Linked DNA regions of Drosophila melanogaster: region 2 is linked to region 1. The links are chromatin contacts, called in public targeted proximity ligation maps. All regions are on one chromosome and are shown on one strand. The core of a region is the stretch at or near the end of the contact, and the rest is flanking DNA. Distances in the headings are between cores, read along the strand shown.

Evidence for each region.
Region 2: a targeted proximity ligation map of the Kc167 cell line shows a contact between it and region 1, with 4 times the contacts expected there. A contact is called at or near these places in 16 of 107 Hi-C or Micro-C datasets (the Kc167 cell line, the ML-DmBG3-c2 cell line, the S2 cell line and 6 more) and 2 of 7 datasets of targeted methods (both in the Kc167 cell line).

Annotation. Positions count from the first base shown.
Region 1 is chr3L:9,207,857-9,214,998 of dm6, forward strand. It overlaps CG4476, which reads left to right and starts at 4,024. Exons shown (of 6, transcript NM_140036.2): 1 at 4,024-4,357; 2 at 4,800-4,874; 3 at 5,017-5,344; 4 at 5,542-6,606; 5 at 6,738-6,914; 6 at 6,980-7,142. The coding sequence starts at 4,812. It overlaps Slc45-1 (Solute carrier family 45 member 1), which reads right to left and starts at 997. Exons shown (of 4, transcript NM_140035.2): 1 at 117-997.
Region 2 is chr3L:9,335,970-9,343,111 of dm6, forward strand. It overlaps PGRP-LC (Peptidoglycan recognition protein LC), which reads left to right and starts at 4,469. Exons shown (of 6, transcript NM_206308.4): 1 at 4,469-4,620; 2 at 6,196-7,142. The coding sequence starts at 6,359. It overlaps PGRP-LA (Peptidoglycan recognition protein LA), which reads left to right. Exons shown (of 6, transcript NM_206304.2): 3 at 743-964; 4 at 1,017-1,252; 5 at 1,485-1,691; 6 at 1,757-2,367. The coding sequence ends at 1,900.

The DNA of each region.
Region 1 (7,142 bases), core at 2,774-5,273:
TTTTCAACCTAGTTTTTAGTAGCTCTAACACAAAGCACAGGACCATAAAAGTCAAATAAAGTTATATAATTACTATTAGCTATAATAAATAATCCACTGCAATGGCTCAAACTCACCTGTATGTGTGGCAATCCTTGATCTGCTGACAGCCCACGCTCCTCACGCAATCGTTCCTCTAACTATTTATTTTTGCTACGAAATGTGACTAATTTTTCTTCTTATGTTTTATGTTGATTAAAGTTTTAACGATCACTGTCACTGTTTAAGCGCTTTGCTTCACTCACTATCCCGACTTTGTTTTAGTGTCAATAAATTATACTCCGTTAAAGTTTTTCGCTTGCACAAATTGCTGAACATAAAATATATTTCGATTTTCTTTAATTTCAATTGTTTCTGCTTTTGTTGCTTGGAGCGAGCGTGGGCGTGGCAGTTGTGGGCGGGCGGCGATAATGAATTCACTCTCATAACTTTACCCATGCAATTGGTGTTGGCAAAAGGCTAACGAAATCAATTTTTGCACCCCAGTCTCGGTCCTCCTGTTTTTGTTTTCCTGCGGAAAGTTGTTCCGCACTCTTCTCTGTCGCTCTCGATTCACTTGCACTTTGGCGAATTATTATTATTATCAATTTTAATGATATATCTACTTTATATCTGCTCGTTGCCCGATGGATTTGTTATTCGTTTGGTTGTATGATTTTTACTTTCTTATTAAACTGCTGACATTGCCGCTTGTCGAGCGCGGCAGCTGTTTACTCCTTTGGCCTGAACGCTGCGAAGATTTTGGCAAGACATGAAAGAAGAGTTTTCCTCGCAATTTCCCGGCAAACTGCGCAGTTCCGAATTATGTCCCTCGAATCGATACGCACGAAATGGAAAATTTATGTTCTATTTTTTGCAGAACTTTTTGTTTGCGGTGCCTCAACTTTCGATGACTTTGGTCTATTTTTGGATGGCCAAATCGCCTTCGGACAACTGCTCGAGATGATCTTGGTCTGCTCTGGTTCGCTCTGCGACTGAATGGTGGACCTCTGGACGCAGCAATTTATACGGCATATGTGACGGCAGCTCGGTCTACCATAGCTCTGCCTCTCTCTCTCGCATCCCAGAGTACTCTTCATGGGATCGGGCCTCCATATCGCGGGCCATATTCACTCTCCCTCCGATCGGCGTCTTATCGCATCGGGTCCGGTCGAGCCTTTCCTTTCTTTGTCTTAGGAGCAGTGGCCACACAGAGAGAAAAGATAAGTACTATTCCATGGCAAGTTATCAAAATGCACCAAGATATATATATCTTTCAATTGTTTCTAAGACTTATTATATTAATAAACAAATATCCTTAAATTTTTCCACTATGTTACTTTTAATAATAATATTTTTTTTTTTATTATTTTCTGTGAATTTATATGAGTATTCTAAGATACTTTTGCATGAAGATAGAACTTTAGCTGAGTGTAGCCTAATGAATAAACATGTACTAGTTATTATAAATATTAGATATTAAATGGTCTGCATTTTTTTCTCTGCACACAAATCTTGCCATAAATATTGATGTTGATATTAGGTGTTTTTTATTTTTTTGCCTCGCCTCAGCTCATTCGCAATGCATTTTGTCTGACGACATAGCACAATCTGTGTGTAATTATGTTAATTATTAATTAGCATTAGCACAGTTCCTGGTTCTTGAGCCAACCTAGCTCAACATTTGATCTAGCCCTGCTGCAGGTGATTGTAGATTCTGAGCATCTAAGTGGAACACTCTTGCTCACCTGAATTTCTGGCCACCGGGAACGACAGTGAACACACATGAAACTTGTTTCACAGGCGACAGGTTTCATAGCATAGGCATTCATGGATGTAGTAATATGCACAGTGATTCTCGAGTGATTTTCCAAGGGTGGATTGAAATCCTAGATTACACTGGCCGCATAGGCTGGGAAATTCCACTTGATTTCGAGTGTTTGTTTATCGGTTTATTTATTTAGCTCTTGACGTTATCACACACGGGGTGTGGACGCACGGTTATCAAATCTCAGCAGCCAGAAACACTCGAAAGGCGAATTAGTCAAGTGACTATAATTAATTGGCAATAAAATCTTTTAATGGTCATTTATCGAACCCATAGGTGTGGCATTGAAAATATGGCATTTTACTGCAGACTTCGGCTATAATTTTCTTCAAGGTGGGAACATTGTTCAGAAGCCACATTATTGTACATCCAAAGGAGATTATTGTTATGATGCACTTGAAAGAATCATTACGATGTAGTAACAGCTCCAGTATCTCACCTCGGATTTTATTTTAACAACCGTTTAGAATCTACTTAACGATGGAATGGTACAAGTTTTGTTTGCCATATCTCGTGTTGCCAGACAATAAACATATTCCAAGTCAAATTATACATTTGGATGCCTTGAAATGGCAATATCAGCCTTATATATACAAAGCAGTTATTTACGTATAACACGATAGTATTTGTTCGTGTTTTGACTACCGTTTATGACAAACTTTCCATCTCATTTCGGCCTCATCAAGATGCTAAAATATTCCCCCAAGAATGACGGACAACTTTTTCCCCCACCGCTGCCTCACTTTTTGTGCCAGCTGTATTGTTCAGATTCGGATTCTCAGATTTCGAGGGTTATGTTTGCATTAGTTTGGGATATATGTATATGCTTGATTACTCGTTGACAGGAACTATTAGCGGAAACCCGCGATTTTTGCCAGAGACAAGATCTCGAATTGAAGCCTGTGTGTGGCATCAAATAAAGCGAAGCGAATTATGTAAAAAAAAAAAAATAGTGGTTAAGCCTAGTCGGGTGATGCGTTTATCAAAACCACTGAGTGGTGTCACAGTGGTTTTGGGTCATTGACTTAGCTAACTCCTACTCTCATTAGGTGCAGACAAAAAAAATGGGTCTACCTAACTGAGTCTCCTAGTAAATGTGGCATTGTTCAAATATTTAATAAATGTAACACCTAAAAAAAGCTTTTATGTGTTTAACACTATTAATGGAAAAAAAGGGCTCATGTGATTTTTATCACTATCTTATAACTAAATCTTACACAAACAGTTGGTAAAAATAAGTACATACTTACATTTTAGAAAAACCATTTATATTTAAAGCTATTTATTGCTCAGAAATTTATGACAATTTTTTTTGATATGCTAGCAGACATATTCATGTTTGATTAGCCGCAGTAAAAAGTGTTTTTGAGATATGACAATTATGGGTCATATATGGCTTTATGGGAGCAATATTTTGGATGAACTGCTTCCATTTGCGATTGCCGCTGCAGAAAGTCGTGCCAATATGATAGCGCGAGGCCCGTCATTGTTTGCAAGGTTATCATTGCGACTGGATCTTCGATAAGAACGAGCTAAACTTCTCGTTTGTTCTCGTATCTTCATAAATCTTATTGTTTTGCTTATATTTGGCCTTAGGAAAGTACACAGCAACGGATGCGCATAAATAAAGAGTTAAAGCGTTTGATAAGCTCGAAACCTCACCACTTGGCTTGGTAGGAAATAAATTAATTGAGATTATATCAGCTTTTTGAACTGCAAAAATCCGTAAAATTTGTGTGTCTACACAAAGCTGACAGGTATATAACTTGTTTAGCGATCACTTCTGTTATAGCACTCAGGTTTTGAGTTCGAATGCAAAATGCCCAAAAGAAGGCAACATATTTTGATATTTTCTACAAGAATTTTCTGATATATGATTTATTTGGAATCAATTATGCTCAAATTGACAGACATATTTTAATTCGTGGGCCTTGAACCTTTGCTTGTAGGTAAAGTTCCCAGTAAAATTTCCTTTAAAGCAAATATTGCCAAAAATGAATTTTAATTAAGCATTCCGAACGCACAAATCAAAGTATCCAGACCGCCCAAATCCGCTTCGGACTTCAATCAATTAAATTGACCGGCTGATTGAAGACCCCCATCCAATAAGTCTCTCTTGAGCAAAACCCGAGTTTTGAGTGCGGATGCTTCTCTATAAAAGCCGGTCGCAGCTCTCCACTTTACTTCAGAGTCTTGTGTCCCAGGAAAGGAAAGACAGCAGACAGCCAAATAGAATAGGGGAATAAACAAAACCTAGATAAACAGAAGTTCGAAGGGAAATGTTGATGGAACGGTTCTCGATCGGTGGATTTGGGTTGCTGTGATTTTATTTCGCGAAAAAGAGTTGAAAATTACAAAGTTTCAGCCAAACTTGATTGCTTGTTTTTAAAGTGTGTGTTTTTCGTATTCGTTGTTTGCGAGTTCAGAAAGTGTGTTTTGTGTCCATGGTGCCGGTTGATAACATTCTGCAAAATCACGTCTACCTCATTCACGTCAAGAAATACTTAAAAGGTATTAATATTATATTATTTGTGCCTTGGCAAACAATTGCCCCCTTCAATTGCCGCTGGATAAACATTAATAAACGGTTTGCTGAAATCGTAATATGCGATTGCATCAGCTGGAAAACTGAAAAACTACAGGGGCACTTGACCAACTCGAAAATCTTTGATTAGAAGTTTTGGATTAAGTTATGAAATAAGACCGATTTGGTTTCTAATTTACGTTGAGGTGCTTTTTTCAGTCATCTATATGTAAATTGTAAACAGTTTTGATATTTGAGTGCCGTTCTCTTTAGCGACATTCCGCTGTAGTACAATCGACGACGCAGTCCTGCAATTCAGCGTATTAGATTTCAATAATTCGGAGCGCCGGAGGCGTCAATTTGAATTCGAGGAGCGTCTGGGCATTTTTTGCAGCTTGTATCTAAATTGTTGCCCTATCTTATTTCTAGCAACGCATTACGATGAAAGATTTGAAAACGGAGATCCTAGTGAGCGGCGGCCTGCCGAAACTGGAGACCAGCAGGGTAAGTTACTCACAACGATTTCTTTAAAGCGTAATTATATTTTTAAGGGCCAAACATATAAACATGTTATTGATTTGCTAAAACATAAATTATTTTCCGAGTGTCAAGTTCAATTAGAAACGGAGTAATTGTTTTTTTCCAGTGTGCCGGCAGTGGCGAGGCGCTGCTAAAGCCATCCTTGCTGCCCATGGCATTGGAATCGTCTGAGCTCTCTCCGGATCGGAAGGCCCGCGACAACTGGGGCAGTTCGCTGGAGTTCCTGATGTCCTGCATCGCCCTGAGCGTGGGATTAGGCAACGTGTGGCGGTTTCCATTTACGGCCCTGGAAAACGGCGGAGGGGCATTCCTAATTCCGTACCTCGTCGTCCTGTTTGTGGTGGGAAAGCCGATTTACTACATGGAGATGCTGCTGGGACAGTTCTCCAGTCGTGGCATCGTGCAGGTCTTTGACTTTGCGCCCCTCATGAGAGGTAAGAAGATGGAGCCAACCTTATTCACTTAAGAAACATACACAAATATTTGGTGTTTAAAAACTGTGTGTGTGTTGTTTCATTCTTTATAGTAATTCGTGTAATTATAAAGGTCGAGAATAGCATGGCTATTCAACAGCCAGTTGATTGATTAAGAAACTAATTCCTTTTCTTGTTTTTTTTTTTTCTTTTACCAGGTGTGGGCTATGCTCAGCTATTGGCCCTAGGCGTTTTGGCCACGTATTATGCTTCAGTGATGGCCCTAACTCTGCGATACTTTTTCGATTCCTTCGCATCGGAGTTGCCCTGGAGCTTCTGTCGCGAGGAGTGGGGTGACGGGTGCGTAAGTGCATCTGGGGGGCAGCCTCTTCAGGGCCAACTGTCGCGTAACTTCAGCTCCTCCACGCAACTCTACTTGCAACGCATCGTGCTGAATGAAACGGATTCCCTGGAGGAGGGCATCGGATATCCCAGTGGTAGTTTGGCCTTAATGCTGGGCATTTCGTGGCTAACCGTAACACTAATCATCATTCGGGGAGTGAAGAGTTCAGGAAAGGCGGCCTATGTCCTGGCCCTCTTTCCGTACGTTGTAATGTTTATCCTGCTCGTGAGAGCACTCACATTACCAGGTGCCTACGACGGAGTTATGTACTTTCTGACTCCACAGTGGGAGAAACTTTTGGAGCCGCAGGTGTGGTACAATGCCGTCACCCAGGTGTTCTTCTCCCTGGCCGTCTGTTTCGGTGTGATCATCATGTACTCCTCGTACAACCGTTTCGGTCACAATGTCTATCGGGATGCCAATATAGTAACCACCCTGGACACATTCACCTCACTGCTCTCGGGTGTGATTATCTTTGGAATCCTGGGAAACCTGGCTCACGAATCGGGCACCAAGGACATTGCCAGTGTGGTTAAGGCAGGTCCTGGATTGGCTTTCATCTCCTATCCGGATGCCATTGCCAAGTTCAAAATGTTTCCTCAAGTGTTTTCGCTGCTCTTCTTCGCCATGCTCTTCATGTTGGGCGTTGGTAGCAATGTGGGCATGGTCAGCTGCATTATGACCGTGCTCAAAGATCAGTTCGTGAACGTCAAGCTGTGGATTATAGTGGTCAGCCTTTCGGTGATAGGATTTCTGGTGGGATTGATTTACATCACTCCCGGAGGTCAACATATCATCACGCTTATGGACTTTCACGGCGTCACCTTTGTCTCCCTGGTATCGGCCATCTTTGAGCTCATTGCCGTGGGCTGGATCTACGGTAAGCAATTAATATTAATTTTTGTTTGTAAAGAAAATTTTATATAGCTATAGTACTTACTCGTAAAGGCATTTAAGAATGTGTTTAAAAGGACATTAGATTTAATATATGATACGTTTATCTCTCGAAAGGCACCAAACGTCTCTGCCAAGATGCTGAATACATGCTGAATATCAAGACTTCAAATTACTATCGGATCTGTTGGTCCATTGTTACTCCTTTGGTTATGTTGGTCATCCTGGTGTACAGCTTGCTTACCATGCGTCCACTCAGCTATAATGGTCAGGAATTTCCATTGGTATATAGAGGTGAGCAATATTATAAAGAAGTATAATTTGTGTTAAAAATAATATTACTAATATTTGAATTATAGTTGTTGGTTGGTGTGTATCGGGCTGTATTATTGGCCAGCTGTTCTACTGGGCAGGTTATGCAAACTTCAAGCAACCGAAAGGATCTTTGAAGAGTCGCATTAACAATTCCATTAAGCCGCATTCCGATTGGGGGCCTTCGGATCCCAAAAAGCTGATGGATTA
Region 2 (7,142 bases), core at 3,219-5,718, 130 kb after region 1:
ACTTCCAGCGCTTTTGCAATTTGTATGGCTGTTGTTTCTCTTTCTGTTCCATCGACAGCTGCGCCGCATTTCAGTTGTTTGTGCGACGGGTTCAGGTGCGGTGGCGGTACCAGTGGCACTCCGCCGTCCGATTATCGGTCAAACCCATTGTACCACATTATAAAACAATCAATTTGCAGACCACCGCTGTTCCCAGTATTTGCTATGATATTTGTTACCGATGACTCAGTGGTCAATTACTCATAATAGATATATAGGCTTATAATGCCGTGTTTTGTGTCCAATAACGAAGAGGTGTGATAAGCTTAGTGGATCGAAGTGCCATGAAACTGTTACTAAAAGTTCACTCGGAACGCACGGCGCGCAGAAGACGTACACCCGAACCCAGTTTAGCCCACTCCCGGGATTCATCAAGTACATACATAAAATCTAATATCTACTAATAAATTAGATTTACTCAGCGCTTTCACAGGCTTAACTAGATCCGTGTTTTCCGACACCGAAAAAAATATTTAGAGGCCTGAAAGATAATTGAGCTTAAAAACGTTTTAAAATTATTTAAATTTTCTAGATTATGATTTTAAGTTTCCGACTTGTTTGTTGTTATAGAAATATAAATGCTTTTGATATGCAAAACCGTAAAATGTTTCAAAAACATTTTAAGTCAATATATCCATTGAAACGATACAATTTCTTGGCTTTTGTGAATCATATGCTAATTGATTGACTTTCGCTAATTAAGGAATCAACAGCAACAATGCCAATGGTAATGGCAACGCCAATCGAAGTCGTGATAAGTCGCCATCTAGGCGGGTCACTCGGAACACCATCCTGCTGATCACGCTGATCCTGTTGGTCCTGGCCACCGGATTGATTGTGCTCTACGTGGAACTCAATCGACCCAAGCCCGAGTTGCCCAGTAATAAAGCCATCTATTTTGGCAACAACTACGACCACCAAACGTGTAAGTGGATGGCACTTGTATAATCCATATAGCCAATTCACCAATTCTACAGTTCCGAATCTAGGAAACGGCCATCTCGTCGTCGACAGAGAGCAGTGGGGAGCGTCGAAGAACTCTCATGGTCTGACCATTCCCCTGAAGCGACCCATTCCCTACGTCCTAATCACCCACATTGGAGTGCAGTCTCTGCCCTGCGATAACATCTACAAGTGCTCCATCAAGATGCGCACCATTCAGGATTCAGCCATTGCTGAGAAGGGTCTGCCGGATATCCAATCCAATTTTTATGTAAGCCTGTTCTTGTTCTGCACTCTTTTACGCGCCTCAATGGGAAACATAGTTCCTAAAATAAGCCTTGTATAATACTTTTTAAGCCTTAAAAATCAAAATTTCTTCGAGTGTAGTAGGGAAAAGAAATCCCGGCGCGTGCATTTGTGTTCCCATCACGTTCACGTGCCATTTTGGGCATTTCGCTTTCCGCTTACGCAAATTGTCAAATTTCCGAATTTGTTTCGACCAGGTTTCGGAGGAGGGTAACATCTACGTTGGCCGCGGCTGGGACTGGGCCAACACGTATGCGAACCAGACATTGGCCATTACCTTTATGGGCGACTATGGCCGGTTTAAGCCCGGTCCCAAACAGCTGGAAGGTGTCCAATTTCTGCTGGCCCATGCAGTGGCCAATCGAAATATTGATGTGGACTACAAACTAGTGGCGCAAAATCAGGTATAATTACTTACTATATATCTGGCATATCTGGTGACATAATAATTTAATTGAATATTTTCCAGACTAAGGTGACCAGAAGCCCGGGTGCATATGTGTATCAAGAAATCCGGAACTGGCCGCATTTCTACGGCTGCGGAATGGACGAAGCACCGGCCTGCGGCATCGAATTGGGCATGAAAACGGAATCGTGGGACGCCAAGCAATAGCTACAGACTTTTCTACCACCTAAGTGTAACCAAGCACAAACTGTATTTTAATACATATACTAAGGCGAATGGAGCTTTCTTTTAATCGGTTATGCTGGCTTCGAAACCAAAGTAAACCGGTTGGGAGCAAGCGGTTTATTTATAGTAATATATATATATATAGTGTCTCTCTTCCTCTCTGGAGCTCTGTTTAGTTTTACTGTCGCTCAAAAAGCTGGAAATTCCCAAGCCGCAGTCAACCTCTATCAGTGCCAATACCAGTACCCCTTTTATTCCCTCATAGACTTTAACACTCATCGATCTTGTGTGTGTCTGTGTGTGTGTGTAAATATATGAGAGCCTTTGTGCGCCAGTACAACATCATTATCGGTAGCTTCACTTCACTTCACTTATATAGACGATGTTGTGATCGCTGTGGCTGCCTTTGTCATTTATCTGCCTTTCAACGTGAATATATGTACAATGATAATAATGATGTTTTATTTTTGTTATCATATGGAGTCATTACAATCCTATTTACAGGAAGACTGGTAATAGCAGAGAAATATATTAAAAATGAAATGGATATTTGCCAATAAGATCTGCTATCATCACCGACCTTCAGTTCAAAGCCCTCAACAGAGAAGTACGTTCGATGATTTATATTGGTAAAAAAAAAAAGAAACTCCTTCGAAATGTTTATGTTTTTAACTTGCGCATCAAATGATGAGCTGAAACTATGACGACATGGAAAGCTAATAAACTAGTGGGTGTGCCTTTTAACCCTCTTTTCATCAATGACCTAAAGTCCAACCTGCCCAAAAGAGTGACGTACATACATTCATTGACTAATTAATCTCACGGCGCCTTAAAAAAAAAATTATACCTACAACGCGGAACGAATTTTTGGCCAAAACAATGACGAGAGTACGGCACGTGTAAAAACCAAAAAGAAGAAGAAAAAAACACATATGCGAAGAGGGAACCAAAAAAGTAAAAATAATTAATAATAATTAAGGTAAGAAAATATGTGGAGGTAGGTATATTAAAATAGCTATGGTGATTGATTTCGCAACCGTTGTAAAGAAATTATTATCTGCTTCATTGGAAATGATTTACAATAATTACTGGCATTTTTCGCAATAAAATAATGGGTCAACAAAGAATAGATTGCCTGGCTACAAAAGGCATAAATCATTAGATGTTTCGGTGTAGAACTTTAACTGCAATAAAATAATACATTTTAAAGGCCACTCAACAAGCTTATCAGTAAGTCAGGAACACTGAGAGAAAAAATATTATAAATAGTCTACAACTATTTCGATTAAAGCTCGTTGCGCTTTCCACTTATAATTATATTTTTATTTTTCTTTTCTGTAAGCGTGTTCGGAATTCGTTTCGCCAATTTGTTGCTCTTTACGTTTTATCCATCAACAGTTTCCCGGCGCCCTTTTCAGACTATCAGAGATCGCCGAACCGCCGTTCGCCTATAATTACATTAAATATTTTTCAACACAAGTACAATGGGTCAAGCTGGAATTGGAAGAGAAAAAAAAGAGCTATGTACACATGTACATATGTATACATATATATATATATAACTGGCCTGTACCACAAAGTGAAATAGCCAAAAACCGATTGCGGGCCGCAAAACAAAACAATTCTCGGAAATGGTAGCGCAATTTAAAATGTTCACATTTTTGCCCACACTGCAATGTCTGTAAGTGTTTTGGTAGACGGGAGAGAGCCGGAGATTTGTGTTGTTTATTGGTTGAATAAATAAAAAATATATATATTTATATACATACATATGTACATATATAATACGTATACGCCGATTTGTCTGTGTCGATGTCGGTGCGGACGACTAAACAACTAAACAAAAACAAACAGTCATCGTCAGGTGGGAGAAGTTGGAGAGACCATTCTCGAGCCACGGGGCGTAGCTGGAGGTATCGTTATAAATTTGACTAATATCTGGAAGATTTATAAAAAAAAACCCGAAATCGAGAACAGGTTCCGCGACTTAATGACGCTCGGAAAAACCGAAATATGCAGCTCGCCAGATGCAGTTATCGGAATTCTTTCGGTTTCTTGGGATCACTCGCTTTTCGTTTAAACCAGTTTCGATTGAGAAAAAGTTGTACCGCTATCATAAGTTATTAAAATGTACAGTTTTTTTTAAGGAAAATTTAAATCATTGCATTTTATTGGTTAACGCTAGATTACAAAAAGGATAGAAAATACAACAGAACGCGTTCATATTATGTAATATGTAAACACTATATGTTAAAAAATTATATTTTCTAAAACGATTTAGAAGTTTTTTGGAACAAGGCTTTTGAGTTGCACTCTTAAGATCTTTTGAGAAATCACTTATTAAAATGCAAATCGGTAACAAGTTGGACTGCCTGAAAATCGGACTCAAATTAAACAACTTTGGTTAAATAAACGCAAAAACGCCGACCGCTCTCTCCCCATCATTCTCTTTGTTTTTTTTTTCTCAGCGATCTGCTCTCCCTCACACACGCTCCCCACACGCTGCCATATCAGACGCTCCAGCTTTTCAGGCCGCTGCGATTTGATCGCCGCTCAGTTGATCAGAGTCACTCGAACGCGCCGCTGCTCAACGATTCGAAATTGGCGCGAAACGGTATAAAAAGTTCGACTTACAAATTGGCTATATAGTATAGACGCTCAAATATCAAACGAGCTGCAACGGTTTTCGTCGGCAATTTAAAGTGCGTAACGATATGCAAAGTGTTAATATAGAATAGAATATAGAGTGATTATATAGAATATTACACACCGCAAAATAATCATAATCCTATTATATGACTAGTGACAAATAATTGAGCAATTATATCGATATTTAAGTGCAAACTAGTTTGTTTCTCCAATCGTTTTATGTTCCAGGAATGTTAATTAGCCTTTCGAAACACGAAAGGAAGTGAAAGAAATTCGTGGAAGTGAAAAAGAAAACATGCTATCGAAACATCGATCGAAAATCAATTAATTTGCACATAGGCCATATTTAATGATAATTTTGAAAACACGTAAAACATCAGAGTTGTTAATTATTATCGATTCTCCAAACAGAATACAACCAAAACAAAGAGCACCCATATTGTGATGATCTGTGCGTGTATTAGTGACAATGGCCGCCGCTCCCGTGCACGTGTATTGGTGCGCTCGGTAAACTCAAAATGCCATTCCGTTTCTCATTTGTAGCCGTTGTCGTTATTCGGTGTATTCCATTTGGTGTTATCTCAAAAGCGTGCTCTGTGCCAACTCTCTAGAACATCGATTCTAAAGTATAAAGTCGCTACCCTCCAAGGCACCCTTTCAATTCTATCGAGTTTATCACAATTCGCGGAATTCTTTAAAATAGAGTTACTGTTTTGAAATTGGCACACCTCTTCGGAAACCTTCGTATCTACGTATCATCAAGACGTCACGGCATATGCCCATAATGATCTTTCAGCCTTTTGAAGACGTCACTCGTGGCTTTCGAATATCCAAAATTAAGCATAACATGCATATGTATGGGTAACAACTACTACTTTTGTGTTTCTCGGAATCCACTTAAGTAAATAGACTACGTCAATGATTATAGCTAATTTGCATAAGCCTTGCATTCGTGCGAGCTTACTGACCAACTATTTGAATCGAATTTGACGAGTATACAATATAAGTCAACTGTATACATACACATATATTCCAGCACTATTCAATACCCTTATATCTTAATTATACAAACTTCACTGCCATACAACAGCAGCAACGTTTTTTATTCGCGTTTTAAAAACTCTGTTGGCAATCGAGCTTATCAACAATCGTGTATACATGAACTAAAAGCGTTGATTGTACTTATAAATCATATTGCAACTGAACGATCTAATGGATTGTGATAACAATAAAATCACTTTTATAAAGCATGTGTAATTGAAAAGTATTAAAGAACTGACGAAATATTTTTCTAAATTGTGTGTGTTATCCAAACCGTTTAATAATGCTCAAAGCTATCAAATAAATATCACTTAGCTTATCGCATAATATAATATCAGCAATACATTGTTAAAATATATACATATATTTATCAATGTTCTAAAAACACTTGCACACAAGGGAATTATGTGGTTTTATCAAAAATAAAAAAATCAGTGCACCATAAAGCCAAAGTGCCTCCCCAAAGTTAAGCCCACTTTAGCCCAATTCAAACAAAAAATTTCTTCGAAATTTGACAACGTTTGACTAGCTTATTATCATCAAGTTAACCGGGACCAACAAAAAAAAAAACGTATACTTATTTGCAGATGCTCATGATGTGATGTTTGCCGAGAGCTGTGCCTAGTCAGCCGTTTTGCCATACGAAAAATAATGTACCGCCCAATCTGCTAAATAGGAAGGCTAACACATAACGCTCAGAGATCCAGAGAAAATATCAATCTGGTTACGTGACTGTCACGATAGTTCGACATGCCTTTTAGCAATGAAACGGAAATGAGCCAATGTTCCAATGCGAAACGTAGAGTAAACGATCCGTTGACTGGACCAAAAAACTGCAGTACTTCGTCCACAGACTCGGGCGTTATACTAAACGATAATGTGGCGGCATTCCGGCCGGAGAAGGAGACCAAAGATCGGGGGACGGGCGAAGGGCAGTTCCAATCGAAATCGGAAGAGAAAACGGAATCCAAGCGTATCAGCGTTGAGCACACTGTCAATATAACAACGGAAAATGTTGGAAAGACATCTTCGCCGGCGGTTTCCATACGGAGTACCACAATTTCCGTTGTGTCCATCGATGATAATGCCATCGACTCGAGTAGTATTGATAGTGATTCGGAGGCCGAAGCGGAGGATTATACGGTCCAGAAGCTGGGTCACCAGGTCACCTACCCGCCCAACAGTTCACACCTGCGCGACCTTAACCAGGGTCTAACGGTGATCAGTCGCCATGTGGCGCCAGGTGAGGCGGCAGTACCACCACCCAATCCCCTGGAAGCTGGCATTGTGGCCAAGCAAATACTGAACGGTAATCTGGCCGTGGCCACGCCCACATCGCCGGCGGGCGGTGCCACGCAGGGTATTGGCAGCATCGCCCTGACCAACTCCACAGATGTGACGTTCGGTGATAAGCATTTCTACGAGGGACCCGTGACGATACAACAGTTTCTCATCGATAATCGGGACAAGTGGAAACCGGGCGAGGGACCAGCTGGTGGACAGGATAACCCCGCATTCAATGGTGGTCCCAGCA